3 separate regions of the Mus musculus genome follow, and all the other regions are linked to region 3. A link is a contact called in public Hi-C and HiChIP or PLAC-seq data. All regions are on one chromosome and are shown on one strand. Each heading gives the region's core, a stretch centred on a gene start, on an enhancer-like site or on the middle of the called end of the contact. The rest is flanking DNA. Distances are from core to core; before and after follow the strand shown. Region 1 has its middle 71 kb from the start of Gm43699. Region 2 holds the start of C1qtnf7 (C1q and tumor necrosis factor related protein 7). Region 3 holds the start of Cc2d2a (coiled-coil and C2 domain containing 2A).

Region 1 (3,972 bases), core at 528-3,027, 240 kb before region 3:
TGTGTCCAAGAGCTCTGTGGCTTCTGAGGTAACAGTTTGTCCTCAACTGTCAAGTCATGGCTACATTTCATAATACCACCAGGGGGCAGCAATGTGCAAATAACTCCTCTCCAGGACCTGCTGTGTTGGTCTGACAGGAAGCTGTGTTTCAGCTTCCTTGTAAGTCTCAGAATTGAAATAATGTTAACAAGATCACCTCAGGTCTGCTCTGGGACCTGACAGAAATAACTCATTTCAAATGAAAGTGCCCTGCCGATGCACAGGTGCATCGGAATCACTGTTCTCAGGGTTTGGATTCCATGGTCGTTTCACCATATGCTGGGAGCTTCCGTGGGGCAAGGACAAACAGCAATCAGTGGGGACCAGGTGCACAGGGCTACCTAAAACCACTCACACTGTAAGTCTGAAGCTCTTCATTTATTCATATCCTTCCTACTTTTTTGGTCTGTCTACCCTCTTCCTTGAGAGCTGGAATTTGTATGGTTGGTTCGTCGATGTATCTCCAACAAATGAAAGCCCCGTAGATCAATAACTATCTGTCATACAAACGAGTATAGGCTTGGCAAGAAATGTCATGAGTGGAGATTGGCATCATCTCAACTAGACCACACTAAATTAGTTGTTTCAATAATTTTACTGTCTATAACTACCAGGGGATGGGAGTGATGTAAAACAAAACAAACAAACAAAAAAACCAAAAATCAAAAAACAAAACAAAACAAAAAGAAACCATCACTTGGGATCTTACTTGGAGCTCCCGTTTACAGAAGAGGAAGAAGCAGAAGCCCAAGGAGAGGAAAAACCCAGCTACAAAGACCTACATGGCAGAGCCAGGTGTGCAAGCCTGATTGCCGCCACTGTGATTTCCACGCATCCCATTGCCTTCCAACTTTCCCCTTTCCGCCAAATATCCCTTCCTAGATAAATAAACTGCATAAGTTAACCAGATCTACTCACTTGCTAATTAGCAGAGATAAAATTTGGCCACCCGTATTCAGAGTTGCCAAATTGCCCTATTGAGGAGTCTCTCTGGCCAGCCTTTCTACTCTCCCTTCCCTGCACCATCTCTGTACTAATCCCTCTGGGATATCTAGTCGCTCTTTACCACAGCCCTATGTCAACGCTGTTGTTATTTCTCTTTCACCAAAGAAAAATGTAGCCGTGACAGCAAATTTAACTGCAGGGCACTTAGCTGGCCTCAGTATGTTTCTGAGGGGCTTGGTGTTTGATAGTGTGTTTATTCCCGTGCCAGTTCCTGGGGACTTTCATGATCTCCTCTTAGAGATGTGGACCCTGAGGTAAGGAGAGGATAAGAGGCTTACCCACCATCAAATCACCGGGAAATAGGAAAGCCACTAGGTATGGATTCCAATCATTTGCTCACTTTGCACGGAGAAAACACAGGCCAAAGCTGGAGAGTCTCTGGAGCAAGGTCACAGGGAGTGTCCATGTTGACTCCATTTTACTACATTTATTTTAACAAGATCAAGCTGCAGGTTTGGACCAAAAAACCCTGTTAGGAATTCACAGCAGGGGTGGGGCTTAGAATGCGAAGGCTTTCCGGCTTGCAAGCAGTGCTTCCTCTGGGTTTCCTTTCACTCTGCGTCCTCTGCTATCTCTTTCCAGGCTGCAGCCACTAAGTTCTTTAAGAAGCCCATTCTCTGGCAAAGCTATGGCCAATAGATGCATGGGTGGGACTTCCTGCCCCACCCTTCAGTCTGGGCCCTGAGATGCTAGGGCTTGCTGTGGGTATGGAGGGCACACTGAAGCATGGCCATCCCGGCCTAAACAGGAAAGCAAACGGAAGTTACCTCAGAGTGCTTAGGAAATGGGGTGGATGAAAATGGGCTAGCTTCCCTTCTTATTCTGTCAAACGGACCTGAGCTCCAAGCCTCTGAAAGCCATCAAGAGAAGACAGCCTCAAAGGCAGACAGGAAGTGGTTCTGTACTGGCTGGAGGTGCTTGTGCTGACTGAACTCTTACACCTGGAAGGAAATGGGTAGCCGGATTGGCTCGATAATCTCGTGCCCTGAGTGCAAACACACATGTTCTAGACCTCTGAATCTTGTACACACTAGCCACTCTGAGGAACACATACAATAGGGTATTGAAGAAAGGCTATAGGCCCCATAACCAGAAATGCTCCCACATTCCAGCCATGGGATGCTGTATAAAGGATACTGTTGCTCTGGGGCTTAGTGGCTTTATCCATACAATGGGAACATATAGAGCCTGTAGTGGTGAATTAGTTAACCACTCTAGCTACTGGGTCACATGTGCATGTCCTGCACAGCCCAAGAGCTCTGGATTCACAAATGAAACACACACACATACATAAACACAACACAACACACACACACACACACACACACACACACACACACACACACACACACCAGCTAATTTTAATATGCCTTGACTAGCTCAATGACTGGACACTTCTAAACGTCCCCACAGCTAGCACACATGCCCCTCCAGTATTCCTGAGTAAACATCTTTTAAAATCTATATTTTATCTCTGCTACCTCAGATCCAATCACAGGAGTGGCTTCTGTGGCTCCTTCAGTCCCTTGCCCACACAATCTAAAAGTCCCACCTGTCTCCCTGCCCAGCCAATTCTGGAAGCGCCACTTTTGTGAGTTGAATTAAGACAAAGCACTAGAACTAATCCCTAACAAGAATCTATCTCTTAGGTAGAGTAGAGGGGCTTAGCAAACCAGTTCCTGTATCAGGAAGGGAGGACTGCCCTGGTGTAAGTAAAGGAGACAGCAGGTCTTAGGCCTGGTTCTGTGCTCTGGTCATTAGATGCCTTGACCATCTTTCCCTCTGGCAGCCTCGTATTCATCCTCAGGAGTATTTAAGATCGAATATGACCCTCTGCAAAAATTTCTAACCATCCTGTCTTGCGTGCGCTCGACTGGCCAGGAAAAACGACGCTGCAACAGGATCCTTCTGCACACGTTTATTGAGAGAGCTTGATTGTAGAGGCGAAGAGACCTTGAGCCCAGAACTGGTGCTGCTTTTTTTTTTTTTTTTTTTTTTTGTATTAGTTTTTCTTCACTTATTTCTTTCTTTTTTTTTTTTTTCATTTTTTATTAGGTATTTAGCTCATTTACATTTCCAATGCTATACCAAAAGTCCCCCATATCCACCCACCCCCACTCCCCTGCCCACCCACTCCCCCTTTTTGGCCCTGGTGTTCCCCTGTACTGGGGCATATAAAGTTTGCAAGTCCAATGGGCCTCTATTTCCAGTGATGGCCGACTAGGCCATCTTTTGATATATATGCAGCTAGAGTCAAGAGCTCCGGTGTACTGGTTAGTTCATAATGTTGTTCCACCTATAGGGTTGCAGATCCCTTTAGCTCCTTGTCTACTTTCTCTAGCTCCTCCATTGGGAGCCCTATGATCCATCCATTAGCTGACTGTGAGCATCCACTTCTGTGTTTGCTAGGCCCCAGCATAGTCTCACAAGAGACAGCTACATCTGCGTCCTTTCAATAAAATCTTGCTAGTGTATGCAATGGTGTCAGCGTTTGGATGCTGATTATGGGGTGGATCCCTGGATATGGCAGTCTCTACATGGTCCATCCTTTCATCTCAGCTCCAAACTTTGTCTCTGTAACTCCTTCCATGGGTGTTTTGTTCCCAATTCTAAGGAGGGGCATAGTGTCCACACTTCAGTCTTCATTCTTCTTGAGTTTCATGTGTTTAGCAAATTATATCTTATATCTTGGGTATCCTAGGTTTGGGGCTAATATCCACTTATCAGTGAGTACATATTGTGTGAGTTTCTTTGTGAATGTGTTACCTCACTCAGGATGATGCCCTCCAGGTCCATCCATTTGGCTAGGAATTTCATAAATTCATTCTTTTTAATAGCTGAGTAGTACTCCATTGTGTAGATGTACCACATTTTCTGTATCCATTCCTCTGTTGAGGGGCATCTAGGTTCTTTCCAGCTTCTGGCTAT
Region 2 (4,157 bases), core at 677-3,176, 150 kb before region 3:
ACCCCCAGTTGCAGCTTTTCTCTTGACCAGAGAGGTAAGTACTGGGGAGTGTGCCTTTGCACAAGCCTTCATTTCCTATCTAGCCTGTAGAAGCTGTTTTCAGACTTAAAACACATTCTAAATATAAACATACAGAGGTGCCAGAAATATAATTTGTAACATAGGCATTTTAAGCCATCAAGATATTGGCAGGCTCCTTCAAACCATAAAATGGGTGTCCCTCCCCAGATTCCCTTTCCTCTTTCATTTGCTTTTGAATCTTGACCATCTCTTCCCTGGCATGGTCTCATTCTCAAAACACCTTGCCAGCTGCACCTAGCAATGGCCAGTCACATAATGTGTGTCTTCTCTCACCCCTTTCTTCTAGCGCTAAAAGGTTACTTACCTCACATTTCCTTCCAAGTCACTGCTCTTACCAAGGTCGCCAAAGGTTTTCCACTTCAAGCCCTGGACTGTTGGCTTTTGAGCCCTGTATCCAGTCTGTCACATTCATCTGTTGCCACCTAATGCCCTGAGTTAAGAGCTTTGATAGAGTAGTATCCACGTCTATCAATTTCTTTCGCATTGGTCAGGATGCTCATGCTAGATTTTCTGGTAAACATCATAAGATGACTTACTAAATCCCTAATGCACAGAAGGACACGTGATTAGCACTAACCAAACAAGTACTCGATGGTATGCATATATACAAAAACCACTGTTTGTCATGTTGGTACTTATACCTTCCAAATACCTTTTTTTTTAAAGTAAAGCAACACGATCAGGATTACAGCGAATGTGGATCCAGCATGTGAGTTCAGTTCCCCACCGTGTGCTCTGCCTTAAGATCATGCCCCAGCAGAAACACAAGCAAATCAGGCCCCATTATTACTCTCACTCTCGTATAGAAAACTGAAAGAAGCCTGTTCATTTCTCTGTAGGCTTACATCATCTCTGTTTGTACTTATTATTTATATGCTATAAAATATTTTAAATGCTACCTATTGTGTAATAGTTACTTGACGGAACTCTAAAACACAAGGGAAGGATCAATAGCCTTTGAAATAATGAGGTTATATCCCTGGACTGGTTTGCATAATTCTGAGCAGTGAGCATACTTAATGGAATGTGTCCATGTCGATACTTCTGTTCATTTTTGAATGGTCTATTGGTCTAACTGATGCTTTCTATTCATTGAGGAAGTTTTATTGCACAGGTAGTCATTAAGTTTGTCAAAGTCATACATTACCCTATGTTGATTCCTATACCAATTATGAAATATTGATCATTTTAAGGGAGAGTATGTATGCAAATCAAAATTGACACAAACTGTTTATTGCTATACATAAGCATCACTCCGTTACTATTTACTGAGCCTGGGTTACTAAGCAGGCACTAAGTAAGACCTGTTTTGATATATATCATAAAATACTTTTAAATAAATATTTAAGCCATGCTTTAAAAGTTTGCTATAATTTTAATACACACGTGTGTGTGTGTGTGTGTGTGTGTTGACAGTGGGAAGAACTGGATAATAAAATGTAAAAATACAATCACCAACTAAAATGCCAGAAAATGTATTCTGATCACAGGCTAAAATATCAGAAGGTTTACTCAATTACATAGATATAATTTGCAAAGTGTGTGTCCTTCCTAGATTTATAGCACACATGTGGACTAATGCTTAAACAAAACTAATGTAAATAACATCATCTGAAGTACTTTCCTGTTCCATGAAGACATCGTGATAAATTAAGGTGAAATCACAAACATTCCTGCTGACACAATTCCACCGGTGTAGCCCTTTTCCTAACTTGCCAGATAAACTTTCCTGAGTGCTTCAGGAAATGATGCCCGTCAGTCTCTAGATACTACTTGAAAGGGCTTCAGGGACTCCGTTCCACACAGTGCAAACAGCGATGGCTGCAGAGAGACGGGAAATCCTCCAGATACCCGAGACCCTTGCTTCACATCTGCCTCCGTCTGGGGTTTGCAGAAGAACCTTGCCCACTCCTCCTCATTCCTAACGAGTGTATATAGTAAACTCTTTGAAATGTGAGTATTATGGGAAGGATCGCAGTTGCTTTAAATTATAGAAGTTGGCAAGTGCCTGGGAGAAGGAGTGGGAGGTTGTTTAAACTGAGAAAGACGGTTGCAGAACTTCGTACGACAGCATGAGCTCGCGCTCCGCACACATCCTTTATTTTTCTTCAAGACACTTCTCTGCATTGTTGTGGAGCAGCTTGGGTAATAACCATATTTCTGCTCTGAATAGTTTTTAATGGTTTCTAAATTCATGGGAGTGTCAAAGCAAGGAAGTCTCATGTTTGGGAAGGACATCTGAACCCAGCAATGCCCAGGAAAGGTAAGTTGTTGTTTTTCACTACAGCCTTTCTCTTTCCCCCTTCTGTTTGGACTTTATCAAAATATTTGCAGGAAGAACCACAGACAGCTACTTGTAAGGAGATGGAGGGATGTGTGGATAGAATGTCAACAAATGATAAATCAGAGAATGGACTCAACAGCGGTGTCTCTCCTACTTTCTGTTCCGCTTGATGTAGTAAGCGTCTATGTATGGAAATGCTGTTTCTCTTAGAAAAGGTCAGAGGGCTCTCTGAAAACTCCAGTCTTTGAATATAAGCTGTTCTGTGGGCAGTGGGCTAATGTATGGTCTAATCTCAGTATTTATTTGTTCTACAAGACTTGACTTCCAGAGCTGAGAGTCTTAGAACTCGGAAAACTTTCTCATAGATTGTGGTAACATCCTAAAATGTCTCTCAGTCGTGGTTACTGTGACTGACTGTTTTGTGGAATATGTTTCCTTACAGTTAAGTAAACCATTTGACTCTTTCTTATAAGAACCTACGAAAATGTTAACAATATTAATTTTATCTCCCTGGAGGGTAAAACAAAACAAAACAAAACAGTTGAACATGGCAATTTTTGCATAAGTCAAAGTCAGCCGAGGGTGTCCTTATCTCAGAAGAGTGACTGACTTGTGCCTTCAGATAGCTCTCGTGTTTTTCGATGTGTTGGTCATCTGAGAAGCACCCTGGGGTGGAGGGGCATGTGAACATTCTGTGCCGCTTTCTATTTCCGGAAGAAACTCTGTTGTCAGTGAGTTCCTATTTTTTCAAGGCAGAATCCCAGGTGCAAAAAAGAAAAGTCGCCAGACACTCACTGAGATCAGAAGAGGGATTTTGCAGGCTAAGATTTCTAGCTGAGCCCTGCATCCATTGCTCCGTGTGCACTCTTATGTATGTGCTTGCCGGCAGAAGTTTAAGAACTGTAGGTTTGATTGAGCTGTGATGGTTGGGACATGGAGGTGACCTCAGTCTGCAAGGCCCGCTGGTTTAGAAATATTGGCAATTACGGCAGTTAGGTCTGGGAGAGGACGGGAGGTATTGCTACAGTCGCCGTCTCCAGCTATGAAAGCACTTTACTGTCTTGTTATTTTTTCCTTCTGCATCAAAGTCTAGTTACATAATGAAGATTGCTGTGGCTTCCCTTGCCTTGGGGTCTTGGTGATTAAGGTCAGAGTAAAGGCAACACTGTATAAAAAGCAAAAAGGTGACTATTAGCTCCTGGCAAAGTAGTCGAGGGACAGCATTTGTTAGCTCCCTCTCTCCACCCGTAACTAGTGGGGTAAGTAGCTAATTCATAGACACCTCCCTTCCATCTCTTTCCTGCTGTCTGTTTCTGCCTCTATTCTACCCACACCAGCCTACAGACCACTACGAGGAAGCAGGGGTTCAGACAGGCAAAACTGTCGCCACAGCCTCTCTCCCAGTCCTTCGGGTCCACTCCTGGGCTGTAGAGGAAGCCCCCACCCTATCTGGAGGGGGTCTCCAGTACCCCACCCATGACCTCATCGCCGGCAGCTTCGAGAGCTGGATGGCCAGCGCTTGCATGGCGCCTGAGTGGACCCTGGGGATGGGTGTGGCCTAAAAATGCGCAGTATGGCATGACGTGACTTCCCATCACGGGCTCCCACAGAGGCTGCCAGCATTTCTAGAAGCCAAACTTGCCAGACCCCACCCCAGGGCCCAACGAGCACACCCCCACCCCAATGCGCACCCTAGAAGATGAAAACAAAGGCAATCAGGGTTGCTAACAAAAACCCCCCAAGCCAGCTGACTCATCCGAGCCTCAGCCACAGGGGCTTTGGGATAAAACAC
Region 3 (4,125 bases), core at 820-3,319:
AAGAGTTTATTTGACTTACACTTCCATATCCCTGTTCACCAATGAAGGAAGTTGGGGCAGGAACTCAAACAATGCAGGAACCTGGAGGCAGGAGCTGATGCAGACACCATGGAGGGTGTTGCTTATTGGCTTGCTCTTCCTGGCTTGCTTGGCCTGCTTTCTTATAGGTTCCAGGACTACCAGCCTAGAAATGCCACAACCCACAATGGTCTGGGCCTTCCCACATCAATCAGTCATTAAGGAAATGTCTTACGGGCTTTTCTACAGCCTAACCTTATAGAGGCATTTTCTCAATTACGGTTCACTTCATTCCAATGACTCTAGGTTGTGTCAAGTTGACATAAGACTGACCAGCACACACTGTAAGGACCCTACCTCTAATAATGTCAGGTTCTGTGGTACTGGGAGTGAAGATGTCAATATGTTATGAAGACCATATTAGTACCTCAATCTGATATCTTCCTTCTCCCCATCACACACACCACACAAACATGTTGGCTCATGTGTACACTGTACACACATATGTTAAAAAGTGAACTCTGGGTTCTCTGGTACGGTGAGACATGAAGACACAGACATGGCTGTCTTGTAGAAAGGTTATTCACACAGATCCTTCAAAGCAGGAAATGTCTTATAATTCTATAACAGAATATCACAATGGATATAAATTTGTTTCTTGGGCTGGGAAAAAAATGACTCAATCAATAAGATACTGGCCCAGAATAAATACTGAGCTCAGGTCTCCAGCACCCACATAAAAAGCCAAGTGGCTACAGGCATCTATATTCCCAGCACTGGGGATACAAAGACAGACCAATCAACCAAACACAATCAGCAGCAGTCTCCAAAAACAGCATTCTCCAAACATCAGGCTCCAAAAGAGACCCTTTACTGGGGTTTTCCCTGGAAGGAAGGTTGTGGCATGGTAAGTGTGCTGGTGGGTTTAGAATTAAATAATTTGACTTGTTTCAGAATATTCTGGATCATAGACATGCTCCCTAAGCACCTGCCTCCAGAGTGACTTAGAGCAGAGGGGTACTTCTTGGTGATTGCAGTAGATGGAGATGCCAGCTTGGGGTCAGTTAGTACGTATCAAAGAGAATATATGCATTTCCTTGGAGTCATTTATTGTCTCTAGGAATTAGTTAGCTTCAGAGATCTATCTAAGACCCATGCAGTGAATGCCAGAGCTTTAGGGATACAGAAAATAGGGGCTGGGAGATAGTTCTATTAGTAAAGGGCTTTTCATCACACAAGCATGAGGACCTGGCTTTGAAGGTGGCTAACACTCAGCATGGTGGCCCACGTTTGTTCTATCAGCACCAGACAAGCTAAGACAAGCAGGGATCTGGAGTTAGGCAGGCAGCCTAGCCTAATCACCAAATGCCAGCTTCCAGTCAGAGGTCTTGTCTAAGAAACAAAATGGCAGGCTTCTGAGGAACAACACTTGGGGTTAGGAGGCCGCGGTCTGTGGAGTTCCTTGATCTGTGGTTGTCTTTGGCCTGTAGAGTCTGAGTCTGCTTACTACTGTTCTCACTACTTGGCCTTTTCTCCTGGTTTCTTGCCTTTTTTTTTTTTTTTTTTTTTTTTTTTGAGCCATCTTGTCTGTATCCCTGCTGGGCCGCTGGGTCATTTGTAGTGAAGAGTTGAAGAAACAGAGGTTAGGCGTGTGCGGTCCAGCTTCTGTGCACAGCCAGCCAACATCCCTAATGCAACACACGCTGGAGCTCTGATAGCTCTGATGCCCGGCCACATAGTCTTTGCTACTGCTTACTAGGCAGCTCCACACAACATGGCCCCTCCTGATTCTAAACCACTCTACTTATCAACACCTTCTGTCCTTGACCCAACAGGCCATGCAACCCAGAGACATAAGGCAGGACACCCTGCTGAGAGCCTGAGTCCTCTCTGCTAGGCTGCCCAGTTGCTTTCCCTTTGTCTCTCTTCAGCACGTTATTTTTCCACTGCTTGCCCAGCAAGCTCATATTCCAAGTCTTAAAAGTAAACTGCCACTTTAAAAAAAAAAAGCGGCCGCCTAGTGACCTTCCCTGGGAACTGGTTGCTAAGCTGGTGTTTTTTTTTAAACCCTGAGATATGGCTGCAGCTTCCCAGGGAGTAACCTCTCTTACCCCAGCCCACCCTTTCGCTCATTTCTAAAAGGTTCTCTGGCTTGACACAACTGGTCTCTCATCTCATCCCTTCAGCCCAGCAAGTGGAATCTGCAAACTTCGTTTTGTAGAGTGGACGAAGGTAAATCAGTCTTTAACAGAGACAGGCTGCAGTGTCCTGCTTTCCTCTCCTTTCCGTTCCGGCAGAGAAACCAGCCCCTCCCTGGTGCAGTGAGAGTGGAATGAATGCTTTGTAACGTTAGGGACTCTCATCTTGCTAACATTAGAGACCCTTCATCTTGCTTGCAGTTTCACTCTCTCAATGCAAAGTGGGGGCACTGCAGGGACAGCTCTGATTTCAGCTGCTGTCTGGCTTGCAGGGGAAAAGCAAACCGGTTCACAGAGAGCCTCTCTGGTCAGTGTGCTGCTAAGCACTAGCTGCGTGTTGCTTTCGGGCCTTTAGTTTAAACTGCTCCGGGGAAGGGGAGGGCGGGCCGGAGGGAGTACTCTCCGTGTGGCGAGCTCCACTTTTCTTGTTATTGGACAAAGAGCTCTGAACCGCAGGGCTGAGGTCTGCCAAGCTTTCAGAAGTCTACTGGCCATCAGCTCAGCTGTTTTCATTTTAGGTGCTATGAAATGCTAGGTGCTATGAAATGCTAATAAAATCTAATGAGAAATACATGTCTGCTATTGCATTTTATATAACATTTCTGCAAATAAGTGTAACGACAGCATGCTTTGTATAGAGGGGAACTGTATATGGATAGAGAAAATATGTGCATATATGTATACATAGAGATAGAGAGATATGCACATATATAAACATAGATCAATCTGTATATAGATAGTTGGCCTAGAGTTCACTTACAGAGTCATTTATTCAAGTTTTTAGTGAGCATCAATGATGCAGCAGATGAAGAACTCAAGTTTACAGTGTACAAAACCAACTTAGACCAGGTCCAGTGGTGAGACTTTGCTGGGGAAGCAGATGTAGAAACAGATAATGAGATCAGTGACAAAACAGACTTGTAAAAAGGTCTAAAGAGCTTGGCCCACAGCGGGACTCCTGCCATAGAGGTGCTTCCAGCACCCCCTGTGCAGCTGAGCAATCCCATGAGCAGAGCCTGGGTGCTGACCTGGCCTCATCAAGTGAAAGGTGTCCCGTCCATCTGATTAAATGACCACACACAGCTGTGTCACTCACCTGGTACCCTAGAAGCTGGGGCTAGAGTAACTTGCTGCTACATAATTAATCATTAAAAAGGCACAGGATGGCTCCTGAGAGTTCACAACTTTGAGCGGGCCCTCCCACTCGAAAGGAAAAGCCTCGTCTCTGAAGAGAGAAAGTGAGCATGCGTGGAGGGGAGGAGGTTCCAGCAACATTTTAAACAGACGAGGGAAAACAAGTGTCCTGGTCCTGGCTGGAGGAAGGGGAGAAGAGACTTGTGTATGGCTGTCAGGGATGGGTGACAAAAACTAAAGAGAGTAAAGGGATAGCACTCAACACCCTAAGGTTTTCTTATGGTTCTCTTCCATCTCTGAACCTCTGTTTCCCCTCTCCATCCCTTCCTCCCACCTCCCCTCGCAACCATGACCTCTTCATCTGACCATCCTGGTTGGTAAAAAGATACTCTAAAGACACATTTGTGTATCTCCTTCAGCTATCGGACCATTAAAACAATGGACTCTAAGCCATTAAAACAATGGACTCTCAGAGCTGTATTTTCTCAGTATTGAGCGCTGGGAGAAGGAAAAGATGGGCTGCTCGTACCAGCACAAGGGAGGACTTGTCTCCAAAAGACAGTTCTGACAGCTTGTCAATCACCTTGCAGAAGGTACAGGGACAGAGACAATGCCATGTCAGTGATGGAAAGGACCACACTGACCAAAATTGCTTAGCTATGTATCCCTCCTGGTACCTTTTATTCAGACCCAAATTTCATATCAGGACCCTGGAAGACTGACTGTGACATTACTGGGCACCTCTGTTCCACTTCCCAAAGTCATCATGTTGTCT

The links. A called contact is a pair of places that touch in the nucleus more often than the background predicts. HiChIP or PLAC-seq counts read pairs in DNA pulled down with a chosen protein or histone mark.
Region 1: a contact with region 3 is called in a Hi-C map of stem cell-derived neural stem cells, with 3 times the contacts expected there. The contact joins the enhancer-like site here to the promoter of Cc2d2a in region 3. A contact is called at or near these places in 7 of 39 promoter capture datasets (the 3T3-L1 cell line, 3T3-L1-derived adipocytes, the C10 cell line and 3 more), 1 of 15 datasets of contacts at CTCF or cohesin (large pre-B cells), 9 of 484 Hi-C or Micro-C datasets (the BV-2 cell line, embryonic fibroblasts, embryonic stem cells and 3 more), 5 of 115 datasets of contacts at active chromatin or transcription factors (cardiomyocytes, embryonic stem cells, fibro-adipogenic progenitors and 1 more) and 3 of 9 other capture datasets (adipose tissue, liver and pancreatic islet).
Region 2: a contact with region 3 is called in an H3K27ac HiChIP or PLAC-seq map of heart atrium, with 7 read pairs. The contact joins the promoter of C1qtnf7 here to the promoter of Cc2d2a in region 3. A contact is called at or near these places in 4 of 39 promoter capture datasets (embryonic stem cells, hematopoietic stem and progenitor cells, liver and 1 more), 1 of 115 datasets of contacts at active chromatin or transcription factors (heart atrium) and 2 of 9 other capture datasets (adipose tissue and pancreatic islet).

What each region holds. Positions count from the first base shown.
Region 1 is chr5:43,423,159-43,427,130 of GRCm38.p6, forward strand. No RefSeq gene overlaps it. Among named protein-coding and RNA genes, the nearest start is that of Gm43699, 71 kb to the left of the region's middle. Within about 2 kb of position 1,778, at least 18 of the 459 cell types and tissues checked have an H3K27ac peak or open chromatin away from gene starts, as enhancers often do. A contact at or near this core is called in stem cell-derived neural stem cells, where this site is marked.
Region 2 is chr5:43,513,643-43,517,799 of GRCm38.p6, forward strand. It overlaps C1qtnf7 (C1q and tumor necrosis factor related protein 7), which reads left to right and starts at 1,927. Exons shown (of 3, transcript NM_001135172.1): 1 at 1,927-2,344. The coding sequence starts at 2,332.
Region 3 is chr5:43,660,310-43,664,434 of GRCm38.p6, forward strand. Cc2d2a (coiled-coil and C2 domain containing 2A) reads left to right here and starts at 2,070. Exons shown (of 38, transcript NM_001359906.1): 1 at 2,070-2,250.